Linked DNA regions of Gasterosteus aculeatus: region 2 is linked to region 1. The links are chromatin contacts, called in public Hi-C maps. All regions are on one chromosome and are shown on one strand. The core of a region is the stretch at or near the end of the contact, and the rest is flanking DNA. Distances in the headings are between cores, read along the strand shown.

The links. Hi-C and Micro-C count contacts between places; a contact is called where the count stands out from the background.
Region 2: a contact with region 1 is called in a Hi-C map of liver, with 6 times the contacts expected there. The contact joins two enhancer-like sites. A contact is called at or near these places in 4 of 6 Hi-C or Micro-C datasets (liver, skeletal muscle, tail fin and 1 more).

What each region holds. Positions count from the first base shown.
Region 1 is chr17:15,992,064-15,998,405 of fGasAcu3.hap1.1, reverse strand. All of the region lies in intron 1 of magi1b (membrane associated guanylate kinase, WW and PDZ domain containing 1b), which reads left to right. Among protein-coding and RNA genes, the nearest start is that of magi1b, 33 kb to the left of the region's middle. Within about 2 kb of position 4,240, at least 6 of the 9 cell types and tissues checked have open chromatin away from gene starts, as enhancers often do.
Region 2 is chr17:16,028,016-16,035,054 of fGasAcu3.hap1.1, reverse strand. magi1b (membrane associated guanylate kinase, WW and PDZ domain containing 1b) reads left to right here and starts at 6,348. Exons shown (of 23, transcript XM_078091576.1): 1 at 6,348-7,039. The coding sequence starts at 6,886. Within about 2 kb of position 1,359, at least 1 of the 9 cell types and tissues checked has open chromatin away from gene starts, as enhancers often do.

The DNA.
Region 1 (6,342 bases), core at 2,991-5,490:
GTGCTGCCTGATGCTGACCCAGAAACAACTGTAGACGTAACCAGCAGTGACTGCTGCCCCATTAGCCCACAACCCTGAAACACACAGCTTTGAATGGAGGTGTGTGTGTACACTCATACGCATGTTTTTGCTTTGTATTTTCTCAATTTTTCACTAGTTTCTTCTCTGTGTCAACGGCAGAAAATGTTGTTTGTGAAAGATGCTGCTCCTGATTGGGGATTGAAAGTGTCATCTTACTTCCCTTACCTTCCGATGACGATTATGGACGAAGCCGGAAATGATGCGTGCATTTTTCATTTTGTTTTCATGTCCTGTCAGACATGATGGATAGAGTTTCCTCTACTTCTGTTCGTGCTCCATTGTACTGTGCTCCCATCCTGCATCTAAAATTAGATCACCGAGCAGATGTGGTGCGTTTGAGTGTCCCTTTTGTAAGCGCGCGTTGTCGAACGTATTCATCCGCATCAACGCGGATGCATGGCTGTAGTGGTGCATCCACACAGCATGTTGAACGCGTCTTGAGTCAGCAGTGGAACGGGGTGACGGGGGCAGGAAAGTGGGTCGGTTATGCCCTCACTCTGCAGGACGGAGACGCACAGACGGAAGGATGGACTGAAGAAGATGACAGCAGCTCAAGGGGTGTGGATGAGAGAAGGAAATACGTGTTTTGAGAATGCAAGGGGTGTGTGTGTGTATGTGTGTGTGTGTGTGTGTGTGTGGAGGGGGGGGGGTTACTATGAAATTACATAAGACAGGTAGAGGCAATGAAAATGAGGACGGCATAAAATAGTCTGCTTCTGGCTGAGATCAGTGCTGATTAGTTACCAATATCTGTAAGAAAATAAATAAGTAACAATAGTATTGATAATGCAATCTTTAGATGAACCGATAAGTTGAGAAAAACATTTTGGGATGGTGACTAATTGAATATTGGTGGGATTTGCACTGCTGCTCCGACAAATGCAGGACATAATAAAACAATATTTTGAGCTCTGAATAATTCTTAAAAATTGACAAATTCATTGAGCAGGCTTGTAGTGCTGGGAAGTTTCTTTTCCTCCGTGTAGCCATTTTGTTTCTTTGCTGCATGATCTGTGCTCCGATCACAGCACTGCTAATCAGCTTTAGCATACAGGAACACGTTTCCACACCCACAGGACAACAACCGCTCTCCCACTCCGGCCTCCGCTGAACCCTCCAGTATTCACTGAAACGTAAACACACGTAGGGGGAGAGCATGCTGTCCCTCACTCTTAATGAGTGACATCTGCCCTCTAGTGGCAGAATTAACGAGCTCACCCCCCACACACACACACACTTCCATGAAGCCTCCCATCTCGTCCTCCCACCTCTCCCTTTAATTGGTCACTCCCTACCTCTTTGGTCTCTATTTGTCATCCTCACCTCTGTCCCCCTGACAGGCCGTCTTCATCTCCCCTGCCCTTAGTTTCTGTGTCTTTTCCTCCCGTTGTGTCTGTGCCTCCATCGCAGCGCTCCGTCTCCCGGCTGTGACCAGCGGTCGGTCTGTCAGCACAGCGTTCCCCCACAGTGGGAGTGGGGGTGACGTAGCAGGCGGCCTCTGATTACACCCCAGCAGTTGCCGATTTATCTTGACAAGAAGGAGAAGGGGTTGGGGGGGGTAGGGGGGCCAGGAGGTATTATGATGTGGCATCTCTCAGCTCTCTTGAGGTGTTTACTTTAGTCACACGCTGCTGTAGTAACCCGTAGCTGCTGTCCTTTATTTATTTATGTTAGTGTGGCGTCTTCTCTCGAGATTGCTTTTAATCTGAATACATTTGAGCTTTTAAATGTGATGTTTGATCCTTGAGTGCCTGTAGTTGTCTGCATTTTGGCATTGAGGATATGGAACTTGAATAGTTTGTCTTTAGCACACGCTTTTATCCAAAGTAACTTAAAATAAGTGCATTCGACCAAGAGGGTAGAGACCCCAGAACAACAAGAATCAAGAGAGAACAGACTATTCAAGAAAGCCAAATGACACAAACGTTTTAGTTTGCGTTGGAAGCGTTATAGTCTTAAATGTATCATAAGGTTTACCAACTTCACACATGCATGTCAGCTATAATTGTTATCAAGATATGTCCCTTATGTCGACTTTGTTGTTTTTTTTAGTGCGGGCCTAAGTTACCCTTAGTGGTGTTTAAATGATACCGTACATAAATACATTTCATTTCAAGTAGATAAATACCCTATTTTCCTATTGGATTCGATGCTTTAATTAAATTCAGAGGAGCCCTGCTTGTATTGATGGTATATTTCCGATGCTTGATCCTTTTGCTGACGCGTGCCTCTTGGGTTGTGTTTGAAGAGCACTTTGCTAAACGACTGTTGAAGTGTGTGAAGGTTTAATCTCGGGGCGTCTCCTAATCACTGTCTAAATGTCTTCCCTTTGAACACACACACACACACACACACTGAGGCCTTTGCTGTCACATTTGTCACTCACTGCAAACCTATTAGTTTCTGATCATATCAACCTTCTCTCCCTCCCTCAAAATCTGTTCCCTCTCAGTTGTACCTTTTCTTGTCATCCTCTGCTGTTTTTATTTGCCCCGCCTCCCGTCTGTGTAGAAGTGCTGATGCCCCCTACGCATATGTCACGTGAGACTTACGCTCCCATTGGTCTCAAAAATGGCACCCGTCAATGAGGAGAAATACTTATCAGTGGTGTAATACTTATTTAAAGACCGTAATATTCTCACATATTACATTCATTTGCAATGCCTTTTAGTTTGTTTTATTAGATATACACAAACATGTACCGTATAGGCTGATACGAGAAGTGAATGTAGAGTAATCTACAGTTGTAATGTGTGGATTTTCTGAGTGTCATTTGAAGAGGTTTGCACGTTCCACATTTGAGCAAAAAAGCATATTTGTCCTGTTACCTGTGGTTTTATTTATCAGTCCAGATGGATTTTGGTGTCCACCGTAGGGACATCAGTTGTATCTCCAGTATAACGGGACTAGATGAGATATGATGCATACGATAAGGTTTGTGGATGATTTTGAGTTACAGGCACATTTTCATAACTATGCCGCTCACACAAAAACAATCTAGATTGATAAATAGCACCAAAGGAGGAGAACTGTCCCTTAAGTGTGTTATGCAGTGATGGGCTCCCACTGGTCTGCTCTTTGTATAGATTTACTGTTGAAATCCTGTGTTAGTGGATGATGGATCCTCTCGTTCACAAGTTTATCATCAGAAGAATATTAAATAGCGCGGAGATCTTCTAGTATTCTGTTCAGCAGCCGCAAATCATAATGCGGCTGATGTGTTGTGGTTATTTATAGTGGCGGAGTCCTTAGTTAGCGGATGCTGATGTTTGCCAAATTAGATAGGCGCTCGAGTTGTGCGAATAATGGATAAATATCTGCACACATATGGATATACACACACACACACACGCGTATGGTCGGACCATAAAAAGTCCCACGTCGGCTCCTCTCAGTCCTCTGTCTGCTCGCAGCGGGAATACTGCCGCCTCTACTGTGGCTGTTGGTGCTGCAATTAATCCTCTGGTGTGGAGGACTACGATCAATGAAAGCAATCTGTAACTTAGTCAACAGGCGAGCCGCACTAGGACACACAACCGTATACACACTCTGACGCAGCACCGGTAATTTAACCGTGACCGTCTTGGATCGAGTCTCAACAAGGAACAGCTAACAAAGGATGGACATGAGTGTTTGATTCAAGAGTCAAAGTGATTATATCCATTGGTCACGTGCCTAATTCACAATTAACACTCAGCAGCAGCTCGTAGATTAAAACCCCCCACTATCGAACACCTAAGACACTGGATTCTTCATGTCTTCTGTCGATTCCATTATGAATTTTGAAGCATTTTCTGTCAAGAAACCCCAACTAGTACACGTCACGGTTGCGGAGGATCGGGTTCTGTTCATTATGCCATTTGAGTTTGTTTTGGCTGTTTCAAGGGAAATCACATCCCTGTTTGCAACTGATTTCCCTTTGTGGGAATAGACAATTTGGGTCCTGCATACATGTAGATCCACGTGGTTGTTTTTGTAATGCTTGTCTGCTAAAGTCACACTGCTCTGATTCATACTGAGGATATCAGTGTGGCTCACTATCTCTTTCTATTTGGAAGATCTCTCCTTTGTTTTTGTAACACTGTCTTTGTCCAGATGAGGGCAGCAGTCCATGACTGGCTGCCACCGTCACCGACTGTACTCATCGGCAGCTGTTGCTATGGCTACAGAGCCCAGCCATTGCTGCGCGATGCAAACTACATTCAATAGAGGAACATAGGGGGTAGTGTTGAGCTCAGAAACAGGGATGTACACACACACACACACACACACACACACACACCGGTGTGTGGAGTGGATATAAAAGATTGGTCTCCACATCTCTGCAGAATGTTTTTTGGAGCTGCTGATGATAATAATATGGTTTAAGATGGTTTAGTCACTGGTACCCACCTGGAAATGCCCTTTAATACCCTGGATGGGAAATATAATCTCTGATCACCTGACAAGGGTCCGATCGAGCTCTCTGACTTCTCCACATGTCCATATGTGGCATATGGTTAAGATGAGGAAAATGTTAACTGTAGGTCGCTGCTGCTGTTTGAATCAATTAACTGGCGATTAGCCCTGATTATCTGATTAACTAGAGCTGTGGTTGGACTGCTCACTTAGTTGATTACTTAGGACATGCCTTCGGACAGCCTGTGTTTGTCCCATAGCTAAGTTAAATTTGTACAGTAGCTGGTCAGGTTTGAAAGGCACTAATCCAGTTCCTATGTTTCAATCCCAATCCCATGTACAAGAATCTAAATTTAGCCATAAAGCTGACTCAAAGAAGACTTTATTCTAATCATAGCCTCTGCTTGGCAACATTTCCCTTGATGTTAAAAAGACAATTGAAGAGAGAAGGGGGGGTGTATGTTACCTTGCATGCCAGACTGTTTACAACGCCGTGCCCAACGAAACATGTTCACGCTGCCAGATCTGACTTGGCTAAATGTAAAAACTGACTGGCAGCCTGGCATATGGCGGCCTTTTCTGCTTTGTCACTGTGCATTTTGTTAAAAGAGAGAGTGTCTCTACCGTTGCCCAGTGGGCCGATGGAAGGGAGAATATTTCTTAGATAACTCTGCATAAAGACCTTTTCAAATTGCATTGTAATTATCAACAGTACATGTAATGATAATCCTGTGCACACAACATTCCCCTGTGTAACCTACAGCACTAAATATGCAGACTCCTGGACTGAAAGGTTCAAGGTTCATCAAAGCTTTTACAAATTATCCCGAGGCAGTCTAGCCAATGCAAAGTCCACCCTACTCCAAAAAACCACAAGCCCTCAGCCGGGGGGAAAATCTGATCGGGAGAAAGGTAAACGTACGACCTGTTGGTGGTGCACGAGAAAATGTTCAGGAGCCATTAAGACCACCAGACAATCTACTGGATGGCGAGATGCCTCGCTAAGAGGAAAGGTCGATCAGTGTCCTCCTCTGGGCACAAATTGACTTTTGCTCCACATATCAACGGCAATCGGTCCAGTAATCTAATAATAAATGCTGGACTAATACTGCGAATGAGCTATTAATAGTCCTTCAGGAGAAGGCGGATCCTTTTGGACCTGCACATACCACCTCCGTTCTTCCAATGAAAACAATGAAGCGTAGGTAAGTTTGGATTTGGGCCTGAGCCCAGGTCTCAAATCGTCAACCTCAGCTAATTTTCTACAGTCCTCGCAAAAAAAGATGGATTTCAGGAACAGCACATACAATAACGTCTCTGTAGTATTACTAAATTACTATTACTATTACTACATTATACTATTATTAGTATAGCTGTAGGTCACCGCGGCGGTCCCGCCATGTAATTACACCGCTCGTCCTGCCATTTCCGAATCGTCAGAAATCGGTCGACCCTTTCCTTTCCCACTAAGAGCGGGAGGATCCAGTTTCAGGGAAGTTCTTTCCATGCCATGAATACAGATGTCAGCTGCGAGTGGAGGGTCTGCCTGGTGCCACGTCTGGCCCCGCACGTCTGAGCTGGGCCTCGGCTGGCTGATCTAAGCTGAAGGGTGCGGGCCGGGCCCAATGGGAGATGCCCGGAAAGCAGTGGAGCCGCTCACGTTTCCGCTCTGTCTGAGATTCTTGGGATGTGTTGCGTGGCTCAGAGTGCCGCACTCTTCCTGTGTGACACACTCTGCCTCTCTCCCTCGCCTAAAGCCCTTTCTCCCCCCACTTCCCTTCTGCCATGGATTGCCTGTCTCCTTCTCAACGTCTTGCTTCTTTTTAGGGGGCTTATGGAAAATCTATAACAGGTGGGCCGTGT
Region 2 (7,039 bases), core at 110-2,609, 40 kb before region 1:
TTATTACAATCCACCGGCATCTCCAACGTCATGTTTTCCCACTGAGGGAATGTGTCTTTCTATCCTAATTGCTCTGCTCAACTTTTCTCATCTTAGAAAACTGCTGCCCCCTAATTTACCCACTGGCAATGTTCATCGACGCCGCCCGCCTGCTGGAAATGACTCATATGATGTGTTCAATGATTACTGAATTTTGAATCTGAACACAAGGGGCTATAAATATATTACGAAAACTGATGGCAGTGTAATCATGCTTGGCAATAACAAAAAATGACATCACGTCATTTGGTAAAATAACAATGAACGTTTTCTGACGAAAAGGGCTCAAAAACGAAGAAGTGTTTTCAGTATTTCGATGTGCCACATTGCAATAACTCAAATGACCAGCAGAGGAGGCACATGTCATTCTGTTTCAATGTAAAAACAGAGGGATACCTGTTCTTCCTCAGGCCATTGATTTGAATGAAAAGATATTTCTTAACGGCTGCTGCAGGAGCAGAAATAGTAAGGCTGAATCGCTCCTCAGCCGAGCAATTTCTTTATTCCGTGCTCGTAGCTAATGGAGTCAGGTAATGGCTGCTCCATTCTTTTCATCGCAGTTCCACGTTGTTTAATTAGATCAAAAGCCAATAGATGAGTCTTGACTTTCGAATGAGCTTCTGAAAGGGTTAGAGGTGGAGAGATCTCTATCCACACTGATAATAAAGTTGGCGAGAGTCTGCAATTCATCAGGGATTCTGTACAAGACTGAAGGGTTTGCTCTCAGACAGCAAGTGCTTTCTGGCTCATATACAAATGCATACATGACAAAAGCACATATAGTATCACTGCAGACGCATTTTCCTGCAGCAAAAGCGCGTCTTGTTGTGGAATATTTTATTGTAACTGTTTCATTGTTTCAATGTTTGTCTGATAAAAACAGTCTTTATGAATGATCAAAGTTGTAAAAGTCAATTTATTGCTTGCATGCAGGAGGTCAAGTACACGAGCATGTATTATAGCGCTCTGTGGAGATGAGGTTTTCCAAGCAGTAAAAGTACTGAGCTTTTATACACACACACATGAAGGTCAACCCTAGTGGCAGGTGGCCGGCAGCGACTACGAAGACTAACCACTAGACCACCAGTTCAAGATGGGGGGGCAGACTGTTTCCTTTTTCCGAACATACACAGCAGCAAACAGAAACTTCAACACAGACAATTATCATTCTTTTGGCATACGGCTATGTTATGACATATCTTACAGTCTCATTGCGCGTAAGGCCACAAACTTTCCGCTGGAAGTGTTTTCCATTCCTTTAAAATGTATCTAGATATCTACACACAGAGAAACTTTTGCTTGTGGGGACTGAATATCACCACATAACGCTGTAGCTATTTAATGTGTCTCTTTCTCTGTTCACCTCCCATCTCTGCCAAGGGTCTAATCCTCTGTAACTAATAGGCTGGATATAAGGATTATTTTTACCTGCCCAGAGACACAGAACAAGAAAGACAGTAGGGGAGAGATGAATGGATATGTGGGAAGCATTTCCATGACAGAGCGGCCACCATACTGCTCCTGAGCTTGGCAGCCAAACTAAAGCCTGAAAGTCACCATGCTTCTGTGTCGCACTCAATCACATAAATTCACACCTTTTTTCTGCATATAAATGAATACATTTAGGGACATAATTCAGTTTATTCTGGGATTAATAAGATCTTTGAGCCACTTTCCTCACAGGCTTTCTCTTTGGTGGAAAGTATCCTATATATATAGGCTTTATTCCACATCTCATTTCAGCAAAGAAGGTCTTGCAGTTTCATATAGCAGTCATTGTAGGAAATACATTTGAAATAACATCAGGACTTTGTTTCACATTTAACAGTTGACCCAAAAAGGAGCACCTAAGTCAGACTCTAAACACCACTCACTCCCCGGCGGTCCCGGGCCCCCACACTTAAGCCCCCCCCCCACACCGGACTAAACCCCTTCAACCCGCCTTTGAAGAGCACCGCGCCCCAGGTAATATATTTTAAAAAGTCCAGCCGGTTAATGCTATGGAGCTATGGACCGACATTGGGTTATTTTACATGGGCCGAGACTGCGGTGTGCGGGTCGGTAAAACTGGGCCGGCCTGGCAGATCCATTTCCTGCCAGGCACCCTGGATGCACATCCGCAGGCGTTTCGACTGGGCCTCCTCCACAAGCCGGGAGCACAAGCCTTTGCCTGGCTGAGGCCTCATGTCCCACCCCTGCCCTGGCCCAAAGATATTACATTACATTACATTACATTACAGGTCATTTAGCAGACGCTTTTATCCAAAGCGACTTACATTACACTTTAAACCCGTGGCTTTTTCACATTTTTGCCCGGGGAGCAATTAGGGGTTAGGTGTCTTGCTCAGGGACACTTCGACATGGAACATGGGGCAGCCTGGAATCGTACCACCAACCTTGTGCTTCCCAGCACACCTTCTCTAACCCCTGCGCCACGACGACCCGGGATATAAAGGGTTTTAGTACAGTAGAATATATTCCTAACTTTACTTTTACTTTATTAGTCCCAGTTACGTCCCTCCCTCCCTGCCATTGGCGGAGATGTGACAGCTCTCCGTAACCCAGTCATATAATCCAGTGGCGTTTTTGCGCAGTTCATGCTTAATCTTCCAGGGCAACACTGAGCTTTGCAGTGCTGCTTTAGTTAAAAGAAGGATTTTACTCTTTCCCCGCCTCCTTCTCTTTATCTCTCTCTCTCTCCCCCGCTTTCGCACTCTACGCTTTGTAGATATTATGATGAACGAGGCATTATCAGGGAACAGAGGTAAAGTAGATTAAAGTGACATCTAAAGCAGGAAAATGACCCTTCTCATCTACAGAGGCTGCGCTGAGTGATGAGCACAGATGAGTCACGGGTCAGAGAACATGACTCCAGCGAAAATCTTTTGTCATACAATGCTGGAGCCACTCGGGGAGTTAAGCTACGACTTGCCTCAGATGTATTTAAAAAGTAGTTTTTAATGACTTATGAATGATGCACGAGCTGCCTTTCTAATGGACAAAACGGTGCATCAATATGATCTCACGCCTATGACAGCTACAGATTATTTCTCTCTTTCTTACTTCAATGTCTCTCCCACCTTTTTCTATTCCTGCATTTCTACATAAAGCCAATTCTAAAACAATTTAGACGCAAAACAGGCGGCAGTGCACCCCGGTGGTTAGGTCAACAGTGAAGTATAAATAGGAATACAGTATACCGCCAACGCCACCGCTAACATGCAGAGCAGGTTCAATGTGTGTTAAAGTGCTAACATTAGCTAATTAGCACTACGACTGAAGCTCATTTTCAATTTCAATAGTTTTGCGGTATCTTAATTTAATCCACACATTTATATTTTGACTTGATTACAATGATGGACAAAAAGTCAGAGAATCACCAAAATGTTCCACGCCTTTAAAATCATTACAGGAACTTAGAGTGAAAATACATTTACACTCAAGTTGCCTCTTTTGGCAAATACTGCAGATGTGAATAGTGGAACAGGCCCTAATGCTCACATCACAATAAATATTTGGAGGGATGCGGTGATGGATGGGTCATCCGCGGTGTACACCATAAAAGCCACTAATGGTGGAGGACTGCCAGAGTGTAGCACCAAAGTAAAATGAGTGCAGCCGCAGTTATTACTGTTAAGTTCACCGTGTCAACCCTAACTCTACTGTTCAGCGAGGCCACCAGGCGCATCTGCCAGCCGTGAATAGAAATGGTGGCTCATAACAGTTTAGGACAAACAACACATCCTCATCCAGGTCTTCCTCTTTAAATAACAACCGTGTTATAACACAGGGGTCCTGACTTTTCTATCCAACTCCTAAAAATCAATATTGACATGGAGCACATGCGCTGTGGGCACGGATTTAATATGTGGAGTGCAGTAAACTATAATTCACCCTCATCACATTCACACACTCAGACACACACACAAGTCACGATGGTGGTAACTGGCAAATACTCACATTTAGGCCAAATAAATGACTGGCAGATAGTATAGTTCACAGACAGCCAGGCCGTGATGTCCATTTGTTTAAATATAAATATATATATTCAATGTATTTTATTTAAAAGGCATATTATGAAAGTTTTCTTAGTTGTTTTAGTCCATACATTCTACAGTTGGCCATGTATCAGCAAGATGATATTCAAGAAGGACCATGGTATATATATATCCAGAAAAGGTATTTCTATATTGTAAAGTACATGTATTTGTTTTGTTACATTTTCTGGCACCAGTATTTTTGAATGTTACTTTAATACATTTATTTGAGAGGTATTTTTTGTATCAAATTACACTTTGCTTTGTATTTTTTCCCATCTCTGCCTATTGGTCAGGTCAAAGTGGCCACACACCTGAGGTTATGCATGGCGCGTGGACCCGACTATTCCTAGTGCTTGAATGCTCCCCAGGGCGAGTCTTGCCCAGAAGACCAGTGGGCCAAGTTATTGTGTAAATGTTGAGTTAATTCACAGTATATGGGAAAACAGTGACCTGCTGTTAGGCAGTGGGTAGGATTCATCATACTGGGACCATGAATATGTGAAATTGTTCGTGAGCTATTTCCATCGCAAGTTACTTGCTTTACCCCGACCATCCGTTATGTAGTTTTCCTTTTAACGAGAGGTTCCAACAACTCAAGGTTACCTCCCACGGGGTCAGAAGCTCCGTACTATTTAATAGCTTATTTCTGGTTAATGTATTTTTCATAGGATAGTTAGAAATGCAGTGTTAGCGTTGTTTGGTTTAATGGTGCTCCGTAGATGAATGTGAAGATTTTCATAATTTATGACTCTTGAGGGTTATGTTGTGTTTTAAGTACTTTACTATACTGTTATATTAATGTTGATTGTCAAACAATTGGAGGGAACCGCAATGAAGTGAACACAATATTAAACATGCTTGTTCATATAAGCAGCTGATAAAAGGATGAGGATTGTTGTATGTTTTCCTCTTAAAGTGCACTTACTATTTCCTGTCCCATCCAGACAAAAGTACTCTTTGTGGCTTCTACCAAGACACAAAGAGTACTTTCACATTTATTTTCATGTCTGTAGAAGCTCATCTGCTGTTACGTAGGTGAGAGACCCGGCCCATCTGATTGCATCAGGCAGTGTATTCATCCCCGCTTTCTTAGCCCGTCTTTACTGTATTGTCTATATATTTGTTCCATTACAAAAATCATTCAACTTTATAGCCTTTTTTTTTCTTTTTACTATTTTCTAACTCGCCAATCATCTCTTTACCACAGGCAGAAGAAGCAAGAATAGGTGGTATTGCAATGATGATTATACGTTTTGGATATTCAGGGCCAAACAAACAAGCGCGCACACACACACACACACACACACACACACACACACACACACACACACACACACACACACACACACACAGCATCATTAGCAGAATCTTAACCGAGAGAGGAGGTTAACAACATTGCAAACCTCCAGACTAGCCTGAAATGAAGGAATTCTGTCAGGCAACATCACAGGTACCAATCTTGGCGGGCTGACATTATTAAATTATTATTTCAGTCAAAACCATCACTTTGAGTCAAAATAACTCCTTTTGTTTCCCCCAGATTGCTTAACTAAAATATTACATGTTGATACAATACATTATGTTTTTCAGGAGTGGCTTTTAATCAGATCTATATTTCAATAGTTTGAATGAAAACACAAAATTACATCAGCCTTTAATTTTGGAAAACCAAAAGCTCTTACATTTAAAAGGTACAACCAATGTAGCCCCCCCAGCCCTGAGCACTACGCACGCGCCTGGTATTGCTGCATTCGCGTGCTCTTTGTAGACTCCGGATTTCCGGAAATCAAACATTAAAAAGTCAACTCAACTTAAAACTCATTCCCATGCTGATACTGTACATTAAGCGCGATCTAGGTAGTTATTCTAATGTTTAAAGACAAGAGACAATGTAATGCCATGGCTACTGGGCGGAGAGAAATGATTAGGCAATTTAAGACATGCATTAGCAGATTTCAATGACACTTTTACTTCAAATTAGATTGTAATTGATAGAGGTATATATTATGTGTATATACACATAGTAGCTTTAGTTGTATCTGATGAGACATGATGAATAAGTAGGGTATATACCATACTCTCAGTCTTACACTGGACTTATTACACTTGGAATTTAGTCTAGTGATAAAAGGATAATTACTTAACAATTCATCATAAAAACATAATGCAAATGGCTACATTTTTTAAACGCAAGGTACTGACAATGTCCACCTCCACTTGTATATTATACACACGACATTTCAATATTTTTTATATAAAGAGAACCAGTCGTGTGACCCGAGGTGGAACATTCCGACAGCACCTGAATGCAGCACGAACACCAACACATTCCCATTGCCACAGAGGAGCAGACTGGGAATGAGACTCCGCTAAGTGCGCCCTACCTGGTCGAACGAGTCGTGCACGCTGTCAACCACAGAAGAGGAGGAAACACCCTTTAAAGTGAGTTTTTAAACAACCGAGAGGATCTACCGAGTGAGTCTACGGAGCCGACGCGCGCGTTGAAGGACCTCGATTAAAAAATATGGATTAAACTGCAGGGATGTTCAGGAAACGATGAAAACAATATCGACACAGCGAGGAGTGACACCAGGGCCGAAGGGAATGGCTTGATTTGTCACACCGGGAGCGAGCGCGGTGCGACGTTACTGTGCTCATGTTTCTGTGGAAGAGAAAGAAAGTTTGCTGCGCTTCACCCGCACACGGGTCCACTTCCTGAGAAGGCATCGCTGCTGTGACTTATTTCTCATCCCGGTTTGCCGAGCCCGCCAGTTTCGGGAGGTGTTTGGCTCTCTGGCTGTCCAAAATGTCCAACCCCGCGCTGAAGAAGAACCACTGGACCTCCAGAGTGAGCGAGTGCTCCGTCGCCAAAGACGCCCGCGGCGAGCTGAGCGTGCCGCTGCGCGGCGGCGCGGAGAACGGGGAGTTCGCCCACATCGGACCCGTGAACGAGGCGCTCG